Regions from separate parts of the Mus musculus genome. Here region 1 is linked to region 2. Evidence: chromatin contacts called from public Micro-C data. All regions are on one chromosome and are shown on one strand. Each heading gives the region's core, a stretch centred on a gene start, on an enhancer-like site or on the middle of the called end of the contact. The rest is flanking DNA. Distances are from core to core; before and after follow the strand shown. Region 1 holds the start of Aldh6a1 (aldehyde dehydrogenase family 6, subfamily A1). Region 2 overlaps Fam161b (family with sequence similarity 161, member B).

The links. Hi-C and Micro-C count contacts between places; a contact is called where the count stands out from the background.
Region 1: a Micro-C map of trophoblast stem cells shows a contact between it and region 2, with 2.6 times the contacts expected there. The contact joins the promoter of Aldh6a1 here to the enhancer-like site in region 2. A contact is called at or near these places in 17 of 39 promoter capture datasets (the 3T3-L1 cell line, 3T3-L1-derived adipocytes, the C10 cell line and 12 more), 3 of 15 datasets of contacts at CTCF or cohesin (the NIH/3T3 cell line, large pre-B cells and pro-B cells), 35 of 484 Hi-C or Micro-C datasets (B cells, the C10 cell line, the C2C12 cell line and 24 more), 12 of 115 datasets of contacts at active chromatin or transcription factors (the 230-238 cell line, bone marrow-derived macrophages, embryonic stem cells and 6 more) and 4 of 9 other capture datasets (adipose tissue, embryonic stem cells, liver and 1 more).

What each region holds. Positions count from the first base shown.
Region 1 is chr12:84,448,865-84,452,937 of GRCm38.p6, reverse strand. Aldh6a1 (aldehyde dehydrogenase family 6, subfamily A1) reads left to right here and starts at 1,914. Exons shown (of 12, transcript NM_134042.3): 1 at 1,914-2,049. The coding sequence starts at 1,999. Lin52 (lin-52 homolog (C. elegans)) reads right to left here and starts at 1,430. Exons shown (of 6, transcript NM_173756.4): 1 at 1,395-1,430. The coding sequence starts at 1,425.
Region 2 is chr12:84,344,895-84,348,934 of GRCm38.p6, reverse strand. Fam161b (family with sequence similarity 161, member B) reads left to right here. Exons shown (of 9, transcript NM_001358283.1): 6 at 165-329; 7 at 559-658; 8 at 2,000-2,148; 9 at 2,526-3,626. The coding sequence ends at 2,107. Among named protein-coding and RNA genes, the nearest start is that of Fam161b, 15 kb to the left of the region's middle. Within about 2 kb of position 1,539, at least 5 of the 459 cell types and tissues checked have an H3K27ac peak or open chromatin away from gene starts, as enhancers often do. A contact at or near this core is called in trophoblast stem cells, where this site is marked.

The DNA.
Region 1 (4,073 bases), core at 665-3,164, 100 kb before region 2:
CCTCGGGAGGCAGAGGTAGGAAGAGCTCTGAGTTCAAAGCCAGCCTTGTCTATAGAGCAAGTTTCAGGACAGCCAGGACTATACAAGAAACCTTGTCTCAGGAAAAACAAAAACAAAAACAAAACAACCAACAAACTAAACCAACTTTTTATTTTAGACACGATTTGCCTACAATTCCCTCTACAGCCTAGGCAAGCCTGAAGCAACAAACCTCCTGCCTCAATCTCCCAAGCTAGAATTAGAGGTCACACACCAAGGCCAGTTTTACTTTTGGATAAACGTTAACTTAAAGCCAAATCCTTTACAGGCATTATTCTAAAACCTAGGATTAGCCGGGCAGTGGTAGTGCACGCCTTTAATCCCAGCACTCGGGAGGCAGAGGCAGGCGGATTTCTGAGTTCGAGGCCAGCCTGGTCTACAGAGTGAGTTCCAGGACAGCCAGGGCTATACAGAGAAACCCTGTCTCGAAAAACCAAAATAAATAAATAAATAGTAAAAATAAACAAACAACCCCCCCCCAAAAAAAAACCCTAGGACTAAATTAATGAAATAAGACAGAATTGGAATTTATAGTTGGGTGTGGCCCGGGCAAAGTGCAAAGTTAACAGAATAACTATATAAACTGAGATGCTGAATAATGACAGAAGAGCAATTCCAAATATTAAAGCAAAACCGCGAGCAAAAGCATACGGGTATATCAAGAACACCTATATGTCTACTGAGATGACTTGCGTCTTAGAAGACAGAATAAGCAGAATTGCTCCTGCCCTCAGCCTACGGAAACAACACATAAAGTAGAGGGGTGACGAGTTAAGGAAGAGTTGAGAAGCGTGAGAAGCGACATTAACAAGCCGAATTTTCACTCCCTCGGGACTCAGGGCAAGGAAACCAGGTCCCCGCACCTCCTGCTGCCAAGGCAACGGACCTGAACTGAGGAGACAAGCTTCTCTCTCTGCCGGCTCGGTAGAGGAATGAACCCTAGACCTCATGTCAGTCACCACTCACACTTCACAGCCATAGAGCTTGAGAGACTCATACGTACCAGCTCTACTGAGATGAGAACAGAACCAACACTCCAATGGGCCTGTTCAAAAAGAAAGTTCCCTTTCCCCTCAGCAGCTCCTTTTGAACCCTCAGCATCACCGATGGGCCGGAGCGACCTCTGTCCTTTTTCCCCCCATAGGGACTCCGGTTGATGGACTCCTTCCTAGTACACAGCAAGGAGACCTGGTACTAGGCACCTGCTAGCTGAAAAGCCGGCATACCCCAAAGGAGAAAAGTGGGAGAGAAAGGAGAGGGGCGCAAGAAAAAAAGAGTAAGGGTGAGGACAGAGGAAGTTCCCAGAGAAGCAAATAATGATACTACAGGCCAACAATCTCCAAGCCGGCTCTTACCGTCTGTGGGAGACGCCATCTTCCAGCCCATGTCACGTGACGTAACCAACCGTCGGCGGGAAAGCGAGGATCCGCAAGCCACGCCCCTAGCAGGGATAACCTATCCTTAGCTCACAGCCCGGTCTCGTTTCCCTACTTCATAGGGTAACATTTGCCTAGTCCCACCCCAGACAGCAGCCCCACCCACGGAGTGGTTAAAGTGGAACGCAGGCAAAATTCTTCAAGGACCTTATTTACTTTCCTTAGCAAGGGGGCGGGACCTTAGAGAGCCTACCTACAGCCAATCGGAGTTCCCGGTTAGGGGGCGTCTTCCCTGTGTGCTTACTATGCAGTACCAAGTCGAGGGGGCGTCTCCATATTTCCGCCAACAAAAATAGGATAAAGTGAGAGAAGCCCAGAACGCTTCCACCTTTGACCAATCACCTATTCCCAGGGGTGGGAATGATGGGTGGAGTCAAAGATTCCGACAAGTGATTGGTTATAGGAAGTGGCCCTTCCCTCCAATGGAGAGGCTCGGTCGTGTTCTGGGCGTGGCTTAACGGTGTTGCTTCAAGGGAGGCACTGGCAGCCGAGACGCAGGCGAGCTGGGCAGAGTCGGTGAGCCATGGCGGCGGCAGTGGCGGCAGCGGCAGCAATGCGGTCCCGGATCCTGCAGGCGAGTGAGGGTGGCGACGAGGGACCATGATGTTAGAAATGGGTCCTTTCCGCCCCGTCTCTAAACCATGCTTCTGCCGGACAGACTTCTTGGCCCAGCCCCTTCTTTGCAGCCCCTTGTGTTCCACCAGACCCGTGCGTCAGGGCTGTCACTCTGTACCGCCTGGCCCCGAGATTCAGCCCCGGACGGTCACGCCTGCTCCCCACTCCCCTTTACTCCTGAGCCTTTTCTTTTTTAGCTTTGACCCACCCACCTCCAGTCCAGCTCAGTCCTTGCTGTCACATGCTGGCTTGCTTTCTCTTTTTTGGTTCCTCCCACGGTCTCTCTTTCACCTCTGTACCAGCCACCTCTGTGCCCCAGAAACTCCTCCTTTTGGTCGCTGTACATAGAGTACTTTCCTTTGCCAGGAGCGTCCCTTCCCCCCATCCAGCCTCTATGTGAGGCAAGAGGGGATGGGAGCTCATTAAGGACATGGAACTAAGATCAGAGAAGGAACTTTGAATCTCCTAGACATGTACCCTAGGTTTTCATATCAAAAAGGCAGCCATTTGTTAGTTTTCACAAACATTCTGGCTTTTAGTGTTTTTCCCAAGCCCTGGGCCAAGTTAAACTTTCTCAGCGAAGTTAAACTTTTGGAGGTAAATAAGGGCATGTGGTTTTGCTAATACTGCTTCATTCAAAAGACTAAACATTCCCCCAGACAGGTGGTAGAAAATAAGAGCCTAGGAAGACACCTTCCGAAAATCAGTTCTCAAGTGCCGACATATCCTCTTCTAGGCTGCAGTTGGAACCCCACGGACGCCGCGCAAGGGAAGTTGTAGAGTTCCAGAAGCTGTATGCCGGCGATCCCCAGCTTTGATTATAGCTTTTCCCTGTGTTTGCATCTTAGCATGGACTTAGAATCTGAGGCAAGACTTGCTCTGTTCCTGGCAAGATTCATAATCCAGTATTAAGCGACACTATCTCTTACTCATCCAGCCTAGGAATGTCTCCTGTTGCACTTTTATATAAACTTTAATTTCTTTCTACTCATCAGGTTTTTAGGAGATCTACTGCAGAAATGTGTGCATGTGTTTGATTCTTGGTGGAGTCCCCAAAGGGTCAGGTTTGAATGTCATTTAATGGGACAGTGTAGAGAATGAGCTGGAGGTCTTTGGAGGTTGGCGTGACCTCACTCCCCTACTTCTGTTCTGGTATCTTTTCCTAGTAACAGATAGAGCATTTCCTCTCTAGGTTTTCTATTCCCAACCTCTTAAAATCCTTTATATATATAAAAAAAAAATCTCTCCCCTCTCGTCATTACCCCATCACCATGAGTCAATGAAAATCCTGAGGTATTTTGTCTTTTGCATAAAAGCAGAATTTCTCCTTTTTTGGAAGAAATACTTTTTTTTTCTTTCTAAAAACCAAATTGTAGAAACCTCTGAACTGACTTGGAAAAAGACCAGAAATAGTTCTTAAACAATTAGTTACTGTAATCTGACACTTTGATAAAGGCTAATCTATGTGATCATATGGTACATGTATGCAGGCCTAGTTTTTGGAGAAACACAGGCAGGAAAATCTCTTGAGACCTTCACAACCAGCCTGAGAAGGGAACCCTCCAGAGAGCAGGAGAGGAAATGAGGAGAGCAGTTAAATAAGAGGATGAAAGGCAACATTGTATACTGACATGCCTGAAGACACTTCAATGAAACCTAGTAATCAGTCAATGGTTACAAAACAAAACAAAACCTCAACAAAAATGCTTTCTAAAATCAAATGCAGAGCTAGAGAGGTAGCTGGAAGGTCAGGAGCGCTAACTCCTCTTCAGAGGGCTGGTGTTCAGTTCCCAGCACCCACACTAGGTAGCTCACAACTGTCTCTAACTCCAGCATTAGGGGTTCTTATGCCTTCTGGTCCCCAAGGGCATCTGTATGCATATTGCATACAATCATATATACACAAAAACTAAAAAAAAAACAAAAAAACAAAAAAACCTTAACAAAATCAACGACAACAAAACACCTGGATAACTTACTAAC
Region 2 (4,040 bases), core at 290-2,789:
CTTGCATTCAGACCTGCACATACCCCTATCCCCAAATACACACATATACAAGCAAACAAACACCTTAAAGAAAGAAAAGAGAAGACATAACTGAGCGCAGAGAAGGTCCTACGATTGCTTATGCATGTGCCCAGGTCATCTACTATCTCTGCTCTCTCCTTTAGAATGTCACTTGAAAAGAAGGACAAATCAGACATGAGCATTCAGTGGTTGGAGGTGCACAAAAAGAACTGTCAAGCCATGTCTAAATCAGTGACCTTGAGGGCCAAGGCCATGGATCCCCACAAAAGCCTGGAAGAGGTGTTCAAAGCGAAGCTTAAAGAGAACCGGTCAGTGTCCTCCACGGTCCAAGGGGGTTGCCTGAATTGGGTTCTAGCACATCGATGGCTGTGAAATGGCAAAATGGAGTCATTGGAGTAAACTACACCATCAGCAGAAGTTACAGGCTTGGCAGGCAATAGGAATTTAGTGTACACGGGAATGCCTCTGCTTAGCTTGCATGAAGGGTTTCTGATTTTGAAAGAGATTGGTTGCTTCTAGAAACCTTGTTAATTCCAGGAGCAATGACCGTAAAAGAGCAAAGGAATATAAGAAAGAACTGGAGGAAATGAAGAAAAGAATACAAACAAGGCCCTATCTCTTTGAACAAGTTACCAAGGTAATCCAGACTCTCAACGTTTTCCTGCCTTGGGTCAAAGGTTTCTTAGAAATTGTGAAAAGATTTTACTCTGTGATTATTTTCTTAAAACTCAGATCCTCTAAATTGAACTCCATGGTGGTTAATCTTTTCAATTTGACTGTGCCTGGATGACCCAGAAAATTAACACACTCCACTTCAGGGTGTGTCTGAGGGTGTTTCCAGAAAGAATTAGCTAAGGAAGAACTGCCTTGAATATAGACAGCATGGTCTCCTAGGCTTGGGGTGCTCGGTTGGAATAAAAGGCACAGACACATGGACATTCTGTTGGCTTCCTGGCCAACATGACATGGCAGCAGCTACCATATGCTTCACCTCTATAATGGTGTCTGGCCAAAGTCCAAAGTGACAGGCCCAAGGGACCATGGACTTAAACATCTGATATTTGAGACAGGGTTTCTTTTTATGGAGTTCAAGCTGACCTATAATTCATTGAGTCCGGGCTGGACTTGAACCCACCACCCTCATGCCTTAATATCCCCGGTGCTGGGATTGTAGCCATACACCAGCACACCCAGCTTATATACTTCTTAACTTGCTTTATTGATGCGATTTTACTCCAAATACAGGTCCTTAAAGATCACAGTGCTTTATAAGCACCCCTCAAGGCTCTTTCCAGAATAAGTGGCTATTAGGCTGAGCCATTTGAAAAATATTCTCTGGACTTTAAGAAGGTGAATTCAGTTGAGATCTCCCTAAGGAAGCTCTAGAGCCCTTGAACATCCAGAAGGACCCACCCCAGGCAGTTTAGTGTGGTATCTGGCTCTGTGGTTCACTGTAGGCATGAGTTCCATCTCAGAGCATGTGGCATCCCTAGGTACTAATGGCTCTCCTCCTCCTCCAGGCGGCCCTGCCCCCTGCTGGACTGTCCGGAACATACTTATGGTCCACTCCTTTAGGTCCCCTTTTGTAGAAAACACAAAGTAGCCTGTGGTTTTGTTCTTAGATATGTAAAACAAGGTAGCCTTCTAGCTACTTACAGACCACACTCCTCTTGCTAAGCATTTGTGATATGTTAGTCTTCCTGAGGATGGTTTGGATGCTTTTCAAGGGCGTGCCTCTCAAATTAATTAGGAGCTGACACCTCCTAGAAGTGTTAGAGATATGAAATTGTATTTGTACCTGTATGTGAACAAGATCCCCATGGGACTCATTTTATAAACTGTGGCTAACAATAAGGCTCTAAGTCATTCCTGTGCCAGCTTTGTCCAGCACTAAAGGTGTGGGTGGTGGAAAGGGCAATATTTTAAAGACGGATTCCCCAAGTAACTCAGAGTCATACTTGTCACTTCCACTCCACAGGCCCTCGCCAGGAAAGAAGCAGAAGAGCGCTATAGGGACGCCCTGAAGCAGGCCGGCCTGGAGGAGGAGTTTGTGAGAACCAAGAGTCAAGGCACAGAGGCAGTGTGATGAAGAGAAAGCCAAAGTCAAGGAATCTCACCGGTTAAGAGGTATTGGTGTTATCCCTAAGGACGCGACCAGGAGGGAACGTAGAGAAGTTGCTCACGTGAGATAACAGCCCTGCACTTACACAAAAGCGCATCCACAAGCCCCTGAGCAACACTGTCTATGTGAGGCGATGGCTGCTCGGCTGCCATCCCTGCTCCTTACAGCTGACACCCCAGCATCACCTCTTTCATAACTGATGTATCATAAGGCAAGGAGAGAAAAGCAGAGTGCTGCTGTTATTTCCAGTTTTATTAAGTCCAAGTAATTCCTGTTTTCTCTTTAAAATTCTATTCTACCAAAAAATATAATAATAATGAAAATGTTGGAACCATTCTTAAACCTCACAGATCCTTTCCATTTAAAATACTGTTTTTTTCAGCAACTATGAAGCTACAAAACTCAGCATCCGAGGTTGACGGCTCAATTTAGAAGACTTTACAACTGCCTGCTGGCCCCAGGCTGGAACAGCAATGGCTAACCAATCTGCTTGTTGAAATAGGTCACTCACCATATCACATCAGAGCACCAAGCAACCAAGTGTGGAGGAGCTTGAGTTTAGAGTCATCTGTTAGGGTTTGGGAGAACAGAACAGAACTTCAGAGATCAAAGTGGATCCGAGGGTAGATGTACCTTAGCCCAGAGTAAAAGGCTCTTGCTTTGCACTTTACACTTAGAAGTAGGTATAGAAAATACAAGTAGAGCCCACATCTATCAAGTAGGTATAAGAGGAACAGAGGTAAGAAAATAGGTGGCAATAAGGAAACAGAAATCCAGGACAGCCAGACTAAATACATTCTCATCGGCTTCCAGTAACCTGCAATCTTAGCAGCTAAACATAGGAATACTGTGTGTGAAATAAAACATGATTCTCAGCCCACATCTGCAACCTTAAGTACAGGCCTTATCATTAGCATCTGACACACTCGGACAAGTCAGTTCTTATTGTTTGTAGGATTAATTTATAAGCTTTTTTTTAAAAAAGGATTTATTTATTTTCTATGAATACACTGTAGCCATCTTCAGACAAATCTAGAAGAGGGCATCATATCCCATAACAGATGGTTGTGAGCCACCATGTGGTTTCTGGGATTTGAACTCAGGACCTCTGGAAGAGCAGTCAGTGCTCTTAACCACTGAGCCATCTCTCCAGCCCCCTATAGGATGTTTTCTTCCTCACCCTCTTGTAACACCCCTCTTCAGGTTGTTGACAAACAAAAATGTTTCCATTTATTGCCAAATGGTCTCTAGAGAGCAAAAATGTCCCAGATTGGGAAGCACTCCTGTAGAAAGCACAGACTGGTAATTTTAGAAAAACAATTGCTAGGAACTTGTCTCCACACTAGAGGATAATTATGCAAGTCGATAGCAAATGCAGAGCGGCAGTTCTTTTCTACTGTTCTCTAAAGACACTATTCGAATACGTATGTCAGCACAGAGTTCACTTTAAATAAAACTTAACTGATTTTGTACTCATAGGTGATGTTTGAGATATTTTTTTTTCTGGTCAATAATTGTGTTGTATGCAGATGATAATGGGCTAAAAGAAGTACATTTCTCATGTTTAACCATTTCTGGAACAAATCCAAATTATCCCTTACGACTGCTATCTTAGAAGACTTACAAACTGTTTTAGTGCTGGGTCTGACACATCTGGGCTTGCCAGTCTTTGCTTGCTTTCCACTTTTTCTGAGACAGGGTTTCTCTGTGTAGCCCTTACTGCCCTGTATTACTTTATATGTACACCAGGCTGGCCTCAAACTCAAGAGATCTGCTGCCTCTGCCTCCTGAGTGCTAAGGCGTGTGTCACCACCACTACCAGCTTAGGTTTGCCAGCTCTAAACAAAAAACACTGCTGCTGCATTTTCTAAGGCTCCTCAGTTCAGTTCCGTCTACA